2 separate regions of the Hordeum vulgare genome follow, and region 1 is linked to region 2. The links are chromatin contacts, called in public Hi-C maps. All regions are on one chromosome and are shown on one strand. Each heading gives the region's core, a stretch centred on a gene start, on an enhancer-like site or on the middle of the called end of the contact. The rest is flanking DNA. Distances are from core to core; before and after follow the strand shown. Region 1 has its middle 160 kb from the start of LOC123448598. Region 2 holds the start of LOC123448598 (ribosomal RNA-processing protein 17).

Region 1 (6,692 bases), core at 1,508-4,007, 160 kb before region 2:
TATCGAGAGGGAACGTGTCACGTTTGTGAAGGAAGTGTTGGTCATGTTGCTCCGTTGGCATCGAAACTCCTCGTGCTCTCAGAGGAGGCCATCGAATGACACGTGTCAGGCCCGTGCATTTTTCTGACCTGACTATAATATTTGAGACATTTCTTGCAATTCTAGGGTTTCAGTGTCGGAAATTGCAGATCTGCAAGGCGACACATGAAATCATGCCCAGAACAAGCATGGAAAATCCTATGTGATGTATTTGTGACATGGGTATGCCTTGTGCAGGCGTGGGAGGGGCAGCCGCAACCATCGGAGGTACGAAATCACTTGGGTGACATGCCTCATCAAACCGTTTGAAGCCTCGGAAAATGATACGATGCCAGAAATCTTTAGGATCAGGCACGACATCATCACATGCCCCTTGTACGGTGTCGTAAAAGTTTGGACGCGGTCTGGGTGGGGCTTACCCGAGGCCGCTTGTAGACTGCACCATCTTCGAGGTATTCTCTTGGTATCGAGAGGGAACGTGTCACGTTTGTGTAGGAAGTGTCGGTCATGTTGCTCCGTTGGTATCGAAACTCCTCGTACTCTCAGAGGAGGCCATCGAATGACACGTGTCAGGCCCGTGCATTTTTCTGACCCGACTACAATATTTGAGACATTTATTGCAATTCTAGGGTTTCAGTGTCGGAAATTGCAGATCTGCAAGGCGACACATGAAATCATGCCCAGAAGAAGCATGGAAAATCCTATGTGATGTATTTGTGACATGGGTATGCCTTGTGCAGGCGTGGGAGGGGCAGCCCCAACCATCGGGGGTACGAAATCACTTGGGTGACATGCCTCATCAAACCGTTTGAAGCCTCGGAAAATGATACGATGCCAGAAATCCTCAGGATCAGGCACGACGTCATCACATGCCCCTTGTAGGGTGTCGTAACAGTTTGGGCACGTTCCGGGTGGGCCCACAACTATTTGAGACATTTGTTGCATTTCTAGGGTTTTGGTGATCTTTCTACCCCCCTCACACGGTCTATAGCCGACATGAGAGACATTCCTGTGGTAAAATGAATAAATAAATAACATTCAGGGATTAAAGATAAATGCAAGGGAAATCACTTTAGAACTTTTTTAAATTTGAAAATCTATAAAACATAAACCGAGTGCTTTTGTAGAACACACGGCATATAGTGTGTAAGCCGTGTCCACTTACCAAGCACACGGCGTATACTATGTGTAAACCGTGTGTTCTTGTCAAGCACACGGCTTATAGTGTGTCTAAGCCGTGTGTACTTGTCAAGCACACGGCTTATAGTTCAAGCCGTGACGGCGCCGTCAAACGCCGCTGTTGTAGACACGTGGCACGTACCTTTACCGGGTGACACGCTATAAACCGAGTGCTTTCTTCATATATACCGTGTGAAAACTATAAGCCGAGAGCCTTTTCTGGACACTCGGCTTATATGATAGCATAAGCCGAGTGCATTGTTTTTACCGGGTGTTTTTGCTTGTGTACACGGCTAATATTCAAATAAGCCGAGTACCCGAAAAAAAACACGACTTATAGCTTGCCACACGGTAAAACGTGATTTTCCTGTAGTGTACGCACACTGATTTTGAACGTACTTAATTATTATTTTCATAAAATTATATCTACATATTATAGTTACTAGTTAGACATTTATATAAAAGGTCCCGAAGGGTCCGAATTATAGTTTTGCTCCGGGGCTTGAAATCTCAGGACCGGCCCTGCTTGAGGTACGGGATGGAGTGCATGAGAAAAATAAGGAATGAAGGGACAAGTCCACCAAAAACATATGGGGGCGATTTGCGTGGACGCCCGACACTAGCGTGGTGCGCGACCGACCTAGCGTTCTGCCGACGGCCCGTCCCTAAACATTTACCATTATCTTTTCGACGAATAGGAGTTTTGCCGGAGAGTTAGCAGCCCCTCCCGCGACGCTTCCGTGAGCGTAGGGGGGGCTAGACGCCGGCCCAGGGCCTCTCCTTCCCCACCTTCTCTCGTCGCCGCCCCAACAGCGAGCCGACGGGCAAAGCCCGCCCAACTTCAGCGATGGCGGGGTGTTCTCCTTCCCCTCTTGGCGCATGGTGGTGCGGGCCGATGGAGTCGGGCAGCGGTGTGGCCCATGCATGGGGCATGACGGCGTGGTGGTTGCATCTCGTGGCGGAGGCGCACGGTACCGACGGCGGCGTGAAGGGGTTGTGGGCATTAGGGCAGTGAGCGGGTGTTCGTCAAGGTCAAGATCATATCTGGTGTGAGGATTCAACGGCTCTGCTTCTGGTTGTGGATGGGCTTGTGTCTGTCGCGCGTGGAAACGGGGCCTGTCCCTTTTCTGCTCGGCTCCCAAGATGTTGGAGCCCCTGTCGTCCTCCCGCCAGGACCGACTAGGCCTAGTCTCGACCTGACACCGACAGGGGGCGCATGCAGTGAAGTTTTTCACTTTTCTCATCCATTTGACGTAAAAAATCACAGAACAAACTCGATCTTAAAGTATTTAACGATCTAACCTTTTTTAGAAACGTCATAGCTTGTGACGTTGCTGCTGGATGTAGAAACGCCAATATACTCTGACGTTTCTGCTCCAAATTCAGACATCAGTCTATGCGGACGTTGCACGCCACACAAGAAACACCATGGCCCTTGGCTTTTTCGTGCAGCCTGGAAACGCCAAGCGTGGTGTACTGGGGCTAAGCTAGAGAGAGAGGGAGAGAGACAGAAGGTGCAGTTGCAATAATTCGCGCGGCGGTGACCACACGGTACGGGATCGTTGGGTAGATCATGCATGCATGCATACATGCCTGCTGCGCGGCTAGCAAAAGGACGTAGCCTGCCGCCACTGGCCGGGGATCCTGTTCACGTCGCAAACTTTGGTGCACTCGTCATGATAATTTTGGGATCAGGGAAGTATTACTGCTGGCTTGTGTGCATGTTGGGTCCATCCATAAGAGGGTGTTTGGATCACTAGAGACTAGAGACTAGAGACTAGTACTAGTCACCTTTAGTCAGTAAACCTCCAAACACCCCTGACTAATGGGTGACTAAAACTAGTTTAGTCCCTAGTCACCCCACCCCCAACTAAAAGTGACTAAAGTCTCTTCTCCAATTAATGGCTCATCCTCCCATGCTGGCACGCCAATGGAAGGGAGATAAATGAGAATAATTTAATACAGAGACATTTAATGCTGACTAGTAGTAGTCACCTTCCAAACAGGGCCTGACTAAAAACTTTTAGTCTGACTACTACTAGTCACATGACTAGAGAGTATCCAAACACCCTCTAAATCTCGAGCGCTGCAGGTCCGAGACTCGCACTCTCGGTCGCATTCATTCATGCATTTATGTTGCCCCGACCGTGATTTGCCAACACGGCTACTGCGCAATTCCTCGGCTCAAACGCCAGTAAGGTTGGTGTTTCATCTCTGCAGAGCAATGCCAGCTACAGTGGCATTTCGTCTTTGCACAGCAACACGAGCTAGTTTAGCGTTTTGACCTAGGCAGCAACGCAAAGCTAGTCTGGCGTTTCTTAATTGAGCTGCAACGTCGCGGATTCTGACGTTTCATAAAAGGTCAGATCTGGAAATACTTTCAGAATGAGTTTATTTTGTGCTCATATTTACCTATAAGGTCAGAAACAGTGAAAAAACCATTCAGTGTTCAGCAGGGTTGGTGACCGCTACTGCGTGCCTACGGTGGTGATTCCCAGCAATGATGGGTGATGTGTCGTGCTTGTGGTCTTCCAGCGGTGCGGGTGTGATTGTGGTTCTCCGGCAATGATGGGTGATGTGTCATGCTTGTGGTCTTCCAGCGGTGCGGGTGTGATTGTGGTTCTCCGGCACGCAACGCATGGTGATGGTTGCACTTCTCCCTCTCGTGGATCGAACTCGGCGACACGCCCAGACCGATTTCTTTCCATGATTGTATTTTATTGTTGGGAAAATCTAAATACAATGCACAGTTGATTTTCCGTGCGACGGCTGATGCGCGTAAGTCGGGAGAGCTTGCTTAGCAATGTTGCATTTTAAAAAAGATTTATCTTTCAAACCGTTATCTTAATCAATGATCCGTTTTCATCATTGATTTTATCGCGACGAGATCTTCAAAACTAGAAACATGTCGACATGTTTCGATAATTTTTTTTTACTCATACTTACCACATTTGATGCACTTACTTGCCATATTAGTAAGTACTTACTTGTGTGATAAAAAATAACTTAATCGCCATATTTTTAGAAATTTCGTATAAATATGACATCTCGACATAATCAAACTGGCAAGCACAAACAACTTTTTTTAGGAGATCACGCGCAAAAATATGACAACTCAACATATTTAAAGTGAGTGACCACAAGAAATCTTTTTTGGTCATCGTTTGTAAATATGACAACTTGACACAGTTAAACTAACAAGCACACAAAATAGTTTTTTGACAAAGTTGTATGTAAACATGACAAGTTGGCATATTTTAATTTGACAAACACAACCTACGACATGTTTTTATATCATGTCTGATGAAAACTGCTACAAGTCTTTGTACGAAACAATATTAAAAAGTGCCAATCAAGTTATTTTTTTCACGCAAATAAGTGGTTAATAGTATGACAAGTGGGTTAGAAAATATGGCAAGTATGAACGAAAAAAAAAGTTGACGGAACATGTCGACATGGGATCTAGTTTCGAAGAACTCGTCGCGAGAAAGTCAACGGTGAAAACGGATCATCGATTGAATTAACGGTTTTGTAGATAAAACTTTTTGAATTTCAAACATCAAAGAAAATCTTGCATGTGGTGTTGTATGCCTTTTTTTTGCTTTTTGCATGAGTTTTTCGGTCGTGCTTAGTCTGTAGGAGCCGTACGGCAAGACCTTCGTGCGGCGTCGCTGCCTAGTCAACTCCTTTATTGTTTGCTCTTTGTTATTTTTGCATTGCATCATTTCATTGTGCCATAATGTCATTAAGTTTTGCAACTCAACTAAATAAATTGTTTGGATTTTGCTCCATTTAAATTGAGGGATATACACATGGTGTTTTCTCTTTAAAACATATGCAGTATCCTCCCTATATTTAGGGAGCTAAAAGGAATATTCCAATAATTTGGAATCACCGAAATACACTTGCAAATAAAACTCATGTCTTTTCTGCTTCGAGTTTGACATCCAAACCTTGTCAACAATTCGTTCCCTTTTTATCGAAGGTCCACCTAAATTCTCAACATTATTGGACTCTTCTAAAATGTTGTCATAGTTCAAACCATTTGAATTAATTCAAATGAGTTTGAATATAAACTTTCCCTAATGTCCACTTCTATCTATATTGAGACATGCACATTTTTGTGAGTCTGGAAAAATTAACCTCTTGCATAGATTCCATTCCTAGCCCTCTCTTTTAATGTTCTCTCTTTATATTCAGTATAAATAGAAAAAGGAGTATTAGAAGGGAGAGAGACGTGCAACCAGGCCGTCCCAACCATCCCCAAGGCCCGGCCGCCCCACCAGATCACTTAACCCTGGCCCACTCGTGATCCACCCACCCACTCCCTGAGTCACCTCTTGTTGCTCCCGACCGCACCACCGATCGCTCGCACTCCCACGTAGGAAGCATGTCCCCATTCACTCTCTCGTCGATCCCCTCCTTTCCCTACTCGTGCCGCCAGTGCGGAGAGATAGCCCCGCGCGCCTCCTTGCTTTCCTCGACCTGGCCTCCATCGCCAAGCTGCCCGCGCCACCAGCGAGGACCACCTCTGGTTTCATCTTCCTCGTTCCCGGTCGTCTACGACATCTCGCGTGCCTCCTCCTTGTCTCCTGCGTCTGCGTTGTTAGATAAAACGAGATCAACGAGACACGAGAGACACAGATTTTTACGTGGAAACCCTTGCGGGAGAAAACCACGGACGCACGAAGGCACAATCACTATGAGGAGGAGTATTACAAGCACGAGACGACATACCGTCTTTAGGTGCGACTACATGGAGTATATATGAGGGGCAATACATGAGAGTCCTTGGAGGACAAGTAAATGAGTCGTACTCGTACGCGTCGTTACCAACGCAAAAGCCCACACCGTTTGTACTACGTCTAGTCCAATACGGTAGAATTTGGATCACAATTTCACAATCTCCACCTTGAGCCAAATTCCTTCTAGTAGTCGAAGAAAGTGAATAACTCCATCCAAATCAGCATAAACACCTCGTGCGTCAAAGTCCAAAGGACTAGTGAGAAATTCCAACTAAGCTTGAGCAAAGCTCAAACTTATTGGTAGGAACTGGCTTTGTCATCATATCAGCTGGATTATCATGAGTATTTATCTTGCATCACTTCAAATCACCTTTAGCAACAACATCTCGAACATAGTAAAATCTGACATCAATGTGTTTTGTTCTCTCGTGATACATTGGATTCTTTGTAAGATATATAACACTTTGACTGTCAGAAAATATGGTAGGGCAAGATGAATCTCCACAAAGCTCACTATTGAACCTCTCAACCAGATAGCTTCTTTGCATGCCCAAAAAATAGCCATATACTCAGCATCAGTAGTGGAACAAGCCACAATAGACTGCAAAGTTGCTCTCCAACTCACAGCACAACCACCAATGGTGAAAACATAACCTGTGAGCAATCTTCTCTTATCCAAATCACCAGCAAAATCAGAATCAACAAAACCAACAAGTCCATCTCCAGTTT
Region 2 (6,813 bases), core at 3,799-6,298:
TGGAATGGAACTCCCTTGACGTCCGCGTGCTCCTAGTCTAGTCTGGGAAGAAGAAGACAACGTCTTACCATGGCGATGAGCTCTCGCAGGAGCCGGCCATGGTGTAGTGGTGGTTCTGGAGAGCTGCCTTCACGGTGCGAGGGGAAGAGGATGAGGGAAACGGGATGGCTAAGGTTAGAGGGGGGCTGCTCAGAGGTTATAATGACCGAAACACGGACTCATGGCCGTCTAATGCGACCGGGAGGTCGATCTGCGGCTGTCATGGAGTCATACAGTGCCTACACGATGTGGATGAAGGGGTCGCCAGGAGGGCTATGGGCCGGTTTCAACAGCACCTAGGCCTCGCTCACACTCTCTCTCTCCCTCTCTCCCCCCTCTCTCTCTCTCTGTGTGTGTGTGTGTTTAAAGGGTTTTTCAAATAATAACTGGAACATGGTTTTGAATAACTAACAGAGGCTGAAAGGAAAAGGGTTTTGGAGAAGATAAAAATATCTTTGGTCTCCTAAAATCATGCCTCAATTTATAAAAATAATTTGGACATTTTTAGCAGAGCAAAATAAATTCCTTTTATTAAAATGAGGCACTAAGATAAATAAAATAAAAGAAAAATAAAGCCAACCCACAGAGGGGTGCACTCCACAAAAAATAAGAAGATTTTTCAAATGGGAGGAACATTTTATTGGGGCAAACCAGAAACTTTTAAATCCGCCTCTAAATAAAATGAAAAGAAGGGATTTTAGGGCTATGGTGCAACAAGGCGTTTTGAGAGGAATCTTGTTGCACCCAAATCGAAACACCAACATGAGCTTGACGTCTTCTTCTTGAGCTGCTCTTGGTGTATTTGTCCTTCTTCTCCGATTCCTTGCCTCTCCTTTGAGTGTCTTCGTTCATAGCGATCTTCTCTACTCCATCCCTCTCTTCGAGGTGACGCATCTCTTGAGCTTCGTCTTCGAGGAGACTCTTCTCTACGCTTGTAGGGAGGCAAGCACTCATTGGAGTAGTGTCGGGGCTTCCCACAATTGTAGTAGTTTCGGTCACGACTGGACGAACGCTTCTCATCATGTCTTGAGCTTGAGCTTCTCTGTTTGCCTCTACTCTTGTAGAACTTGTTTAATTTCCTGACCATGAGGCTTATCTCTTCATCAGTGACAAGATTTTCCTTTGAAATAGCGGGAGCATCACATGAAGCTTTGTAAGCACCGCTTGACTTGTTGTGCAATTCATCTTTGTCCTTGAGTGACATCTCATGAGCAACAATCCTACCAATGACTTCAGTTGGCTTGAGAGCTTTGTAGTTTGGCATCATTTGGATCAATGTGCACATACTTTCCATCAAGAGCTCTAAGTATCTTCTTGATGATGAATTTGTCGGTCATCTCTTCGCTTCCTAAGCCGGCAATCTCATTGGTGATGAGAGATAGCCTAGAGTACATTTCAGCGACACCTTCACCATCCTTCATCTTGAACTTGTCAAGATGACTTTGAAGCACATCTAACTTAGATTCTTTGACAGAATCAGTACCTTCGTGCATATCGACCAAAGTATCCCAAATTTCCTTTGCATTCGCAAGGTGTCTGATTTTGTTGAATTCTTCGGGGCATAGACAGTTGAAGATGATGTCGCAGGCTTGAGCATTGACTTGCAACATATTCAGTTCATCAGCTCTCGCATCACAATCCAGTTCATGCCCTTCTCCAAAGAAGCTACCTTGCACACCAACACAAATAACAACCCAAACATGAGGATTAAAGCCAAGAATATGCATTTTCATCTTATGCTTCCAACTAGCAAAATTAGTGCCATCAAAATATGGACCTCTACGATGATAATTTCCCTCACTAGATGCCATACCCCCCTAGGTTGTGAAACCAATGCAATGGAGACCAAAGCTCTAATACCGCTTGTAGGATCGGAAGTATGTCTAGAGGTGGGGGTGATTAGACTACTTGACAAGATTTTTCTTTGCCTTTTCCCAATTTTAGTTGAGGGGCAGTGTTGGCAGTTATAGCAAGTCAAGTACACCCTACACATGCAGTTCTAAGAGTGTAGCAGCGGAATGTAAAACATGCAAGTGTAAAGTAAAGGAGTAAGGTAGGGAGATCAAACGCATGAGGTTGACACGACGATTTTTGGCATGGTTCCAATAGGTGGCGCTATCATACGTCCATGTTAGTGGATACTTCAACCCACGGAGGGTAACAACTGCGAGAGTCCACAGAGGGCTCCACCCACAAGGGGTCCACGAAGAAGCGGCCTTGTCTATTTCACCACGGCTTCCCCCCACGAAGGACTAGCCTTACTCACGGTAGATTGTCACGAAGTAGGCGATCTCCTTGCACTTACAAACATCTTGGTTCAACTCCACAACACGAAGTAGGAGGCTCCCAAGCGACACCTAACCAATCTAGGAGGCACCACCCTCCAAAAGGTAATAGATGTGGTAGATCAATGAACTCCTTGCTCTTGCACTTCTAAAGATAGTCTCCTCAACACAAAATCACTCTCTCACAGAATAGGCATGGGTAGGGGAGATTGATTTGGTGGAAAGCAGTTTGGAGAGGCTAGAGATCAAGTTTCAAATGATTGGATTGGAATATCTTGGTCTCAACACATGAGTAGGTGGTTTTCTCCCAGAAAATGGATCTGGCAATGAAGTGTGTGTTCTGAGTGTTTCTCCCACAAATGAGAGGTGGGTGAAGGGGTATATATAGGCAGCACCCAAAATCCAACCGTTACACCTAAAGTGGCAAACTGGGTGACACCAAAGTCATAAACTCGATGGTACCGATTAGCACAAAAGGCAAGAACTTTTGAATCTCGGTGGGACTGATATACACAACTCGGTGGCACTGAAAAGGTGGCTAACGGTCAGATGACCAAACTCAGTGGCACCGATACTCAAACTCGGAAATTCCGATTCTGTGTAGCGAGGCAATAGAAAGTTTGTCACCCTGAACTCAGTAGCACCGATATGGATTCGGTTGCACCGATTTGGTGGGAATGGCTAGGGTTTCTTTCTGAGGTCAAACTTGGTGGGTCCGAAATATGAAAGTTGGTGACACCGAATTTGAGTATGTGGAATTGGACAGAATGGTTATGTGGGAAAAATAACTGAGTATTTTGGTGGCTAACTTTGAGCACTTGAGGAGTTAGTTCATTTTACTACCTCACCCCCTTTTAATAGTATTGGCTTTCCTATAGACCAAAAGTGATTTCTCACAAATTTAAAATGAAGAGTCTTCTAGCTTGAAGCTTAAGCCAATCTTATTCCTTTCTTGTATCAAGGGGCATCTCTTTTAGCCAAAGCATTTTTAAACTTTTCTGAAACATACTTGGAAAAACATATTAGTCCAATGATGCATATGTTGTGATCAATTATCAAAACCATCATAGGGAGCAATTGTGCTTTCAGATGGACGTTGTTTTATTCGTTTGATTTCGTTCATAGTCGGACCCTGCTCTTCTGATTGGTGATTGAATGTATGTTTTTTTATTGAAATGATCATGATTAGCTTGTGGCGAGTGTAAGGCAATTTCATATAGCCATCTCTTCTTTACATGTACTTGTATTGATATCCATTCTTGCGAAATGACGAGATGTGCTTCTATCCCTGTCGAGGACCTCGTGCCAAAATTAGGATATGATTGTATCTTAGGCGTTACAGCGGGTTGCACGCGCGGTGATGATGGCTTAGATCTTGATTTTGTGCTCGGGCGGGCTAGATTGGTGCTCGGGGCGGATCAGAGCATGTGCTTCGGGTAGGAGGGGTCGGGCTTGGGACGAGGTGTCCTCGTGGATGCAACTTGTCCTCCCTTCGCGAGCACGGTACTCATTTGTGGTGGTCAGGTTACCGGTGTGTCGGTGCATGAATCGTCGCTGGTGACCACGGACATGGCGTCGTGTGAGCTCCGCTGGCCGTGGGCTCAGAACTGGCTCGCCAACGACCGTCGGCAATCATAGAGTCGTGTCCCCTCGAGTCCACCAGGTATTGGCTGGGGACGCAGGTGTGGGCACCGCCTACGATGGAGGCGCTTACCCAGACTGGGGGACTGATGTCGGGCTGGGAGTGGATGGGGTTCCGTTCCTCTTCCTACCATGGTTGTGTGCGGTCGTTAGTACATCACGACAGGGATGCCGGGGCGGCGGCCCCGGATGGCGATCCGCATGGTTGCTCGTCGGCGGGCATCATTGCGGTAGTGGTGGCTCTCCTCTCGGGTTATGTGGGCAACAGGAGGTGTTGCAATGGGTAGCTCGGATGTGCTCTCTCTTTCAGAGGGGCGATGTACTGAGCTGGATATGGGGACCTCACATCGTTGCGTTCCTCTTGGTGGCCTCGTGGTGGCATGAGTGAGTTGTCGAACGAAAGCTTCGTGCTTTGGCATCGACGACGACGGCACCCGTGGGTGTCGTGCTCTTTTTGAAGACGTCGTTGTAGTTCTTCTCCCCGTGCCAATGCTTCGATGAAGACCTTTGTTCGATGTGGACTCGGTAGCAGCGATGCTCTCCACCATTCTCCCCCTTTGAGGGCATTGCCATGGAGACTAGGTGTGCTAGGTCGCATAGTAGGGATGTTTAGTTCGTTCAATGCTTGTTGTTGATAGCATAGTTGTATGCGTCCTGTGTGTCGGATGTCTCAGGATGGATTTGGTAAGAAGACTATATTATGTTGCTTTATTTATAAAGCGGGCTAAAGCGTGTTTTGAGAATATAAGTTTTACGGCGAAATAAAAAAAATTGATCTAAAAAACGTAACTAATTCATAAAAGAAACCGTGTCCGAAGAAAATTCACCCGTCTGACCGTTTTTTGTAGTGCCTTTGGCTTAGACGTCACACTATACTATGTGATGTTTAATACTATGTTGTGTGACACCTAATCCATAGATGACTGTCAAACATGACTGTCCAGCATCACATAAAAGAATCAGCTGAATGAATTTTTTTAAATGCAGTCCAGTTTATAAAATACATTCGGGTCAAATTCGTCAATTTTGCGAGTTTTTCTCACGCGTACCGCAGGTGAGTTATGTACCTATGTGGCTATGTATCGTCTAACCTAGTTGCCCCCCTTCTCCAAAGCCGGCGGCGCTTCCTCGTCTCTACCAGAGAGAGACAGAGAGAGAGAGAGAGGCAGAGAGAGAGAGAGGCAGAGGAAAGGTTTAGCCATGGCGTGGGAGGAAGAGGGACTGGAAGAGGAGTACGAGGAGGATATGGAAGCGTTGGAGGAGGAAGGGGAGGATGTGGTGGTGGGGCAGATGCCGACGTTCATGGTCCCAAAGCACATCAATAAGCGCGCCCTGAAGAACAAGGCCCTCTCCGTCTCCCTCGACAAGAAAGCCCTCAAGTACGGTACCGCAACCTCCTTCGGTTCTCTGGCTGTAGGTGCACGGTGCGATTTGTGTTTGCGTGGGTTCTTAATTTTTTCCTGACGCAAATCTTGGATCTATAGGGATTTCGTGACTGGGTTTCACAAGAGAAAGAAGAAGAGGAGAAAGGAGGCGCAGAGGATTACGCAGGAGAAGGATAGACGGAAGCGAATCGAGGCACGCAAGAAGGTGAGAAGCTCTCGCACAGCATTCTGCTTTTCTGTGCATCTCTCCAACAGATAGACGTCAATTTTGGTGCCCAAAGATGGTTTTAGGGTCGGAGAGAGAAACTTTTTGTGCACCAGAACATTGTTTTTAAGGCGTCCTTCCTTAGACGCTTAGGGGACACTTAGGTGATAAGGCACCCTGGCTTACCGCCTTGGGTGATCTGGAAACCCACGTGCTTTATTCTTCTCCAAAAGTCTATGAATGTCCTCAACAATGGGTGATCTCAAATACTCTGGCCCAAATACTTCAACCACTGACTTGGCAAATTGCTTCACACACTTGATGGAAGTGCTCTCTCCCGTTGCCAAGTACTCCCTCCGTCCCAAAATAACTGTCTCAACATTGTACTAGTTCTAGTACAAAATTGTACTAAGGTCAAGACACTTATTTTGAGACGGAGGGAGTAGTAATCAATAAAATATGTAGGAATACCATAAGCTATCGTTCGCAATGCTGCAGTGACCTTCTGCAGTAGTGTTATGATAAGATCTTTGGCGCAATTCTTCCTCTGCTCGAAGAATCGACCATTCCGCTTCCCATAGTTGGCAATGTGGTGGAACGAATCTAGAGCCATCCTAAACCGGCGCCAAATGTATCACACTGGGTACACCGATTTGGTCCAAAGTAAGTGAGCATTAGTGATGGTGCCCATCTTGCTTACCTCACGGCCGGTAAGGGAACCACAATGCTTCAGCCACTTGTTCCTCTCCATGTTCACCATCATAATCAAAGCAATATCATCGTCTTCGTCCCACTCCTATTCCTCTTCGGAGGATGAATCATCCCACAAAGAGAATTGAAATGAACTCATCTACAGCACAATACTTTCCATCACGATCGACTCATACATCGCAATAAAAAAATTGAAAAAAATGAATTATTTTTACCTAAGAGGCCTTTTGCCGAACATCTAGTGGGCACCGAAGGAGCAGCAGTCGCCGACCCGGCTAGGAATTGGCTCAGGGGTGGTGCACCGAAGGAGCAGCAGTTTTCGTGACGTCGATGAGCTGGGGGTTGTGGCAGACTGGCAGGAGCTGCCGTCGCTTCGTTGTCTGACAGCTGAGAGCTCTAAAGGAGCAGCAACTCTGCGGTGGTAGCGGCAGCCACTAATCAACCTCCACGGTGAGCACTGGTGCTACGGCTGCCATTTCAGGCGGTGATGGGGCAGGGGACGGCCGGAATTGCTGCAAATCAGGCTTTTCAGTGGATCCTGAATTGG

What was found. Hi-C and Micro-C count contacts between places; a contact is called where the count stands out from the background.
Region 1: a contact with region 2 is called in a Hi-C map of seedling, with 2.3 times the contacts expected there. The contact joins the enhancer-like site here to the promoter of LOC123448598 in region 2. A contact is called at or near these places in 1 of 6 Hi-C or Micro-C datasets (seedling) and 1 of 1 datasets of contacts at active chromatin or transcription factors (embryo).

The regions. Positions count from the first base shown.
Region 1 is chr4H:349,183,661-349,190,352 of MorexV3_pseudomolecules_assembly, reverse strand. No RefSeq gene overlaps it. Among protein-coding and RNA genes, the nearest start is that of LOC123448598, 160 kb to the right of the region's middle. Within about 2 kb of position 2,757, at least 3 of the 3 cell types and tissues checked have open chromatin away from gene starts, as enhancers often do. A contact at or near this core is called in seedling, where this site is marked.
Region 2 is chr4H:349,020,875-349,027,687 of MorexV3_pseudomolecules_assembly, reverse strand. LOC123448598 (ribosomal RNA-processing protein 17) reads left to right here and starts at 5,048. Exons shown (of 4, transcript XM_045125548.1): 1 at 5,048-5,344; 2 at 5,450-5,555. The coding sequence starts at 5,166.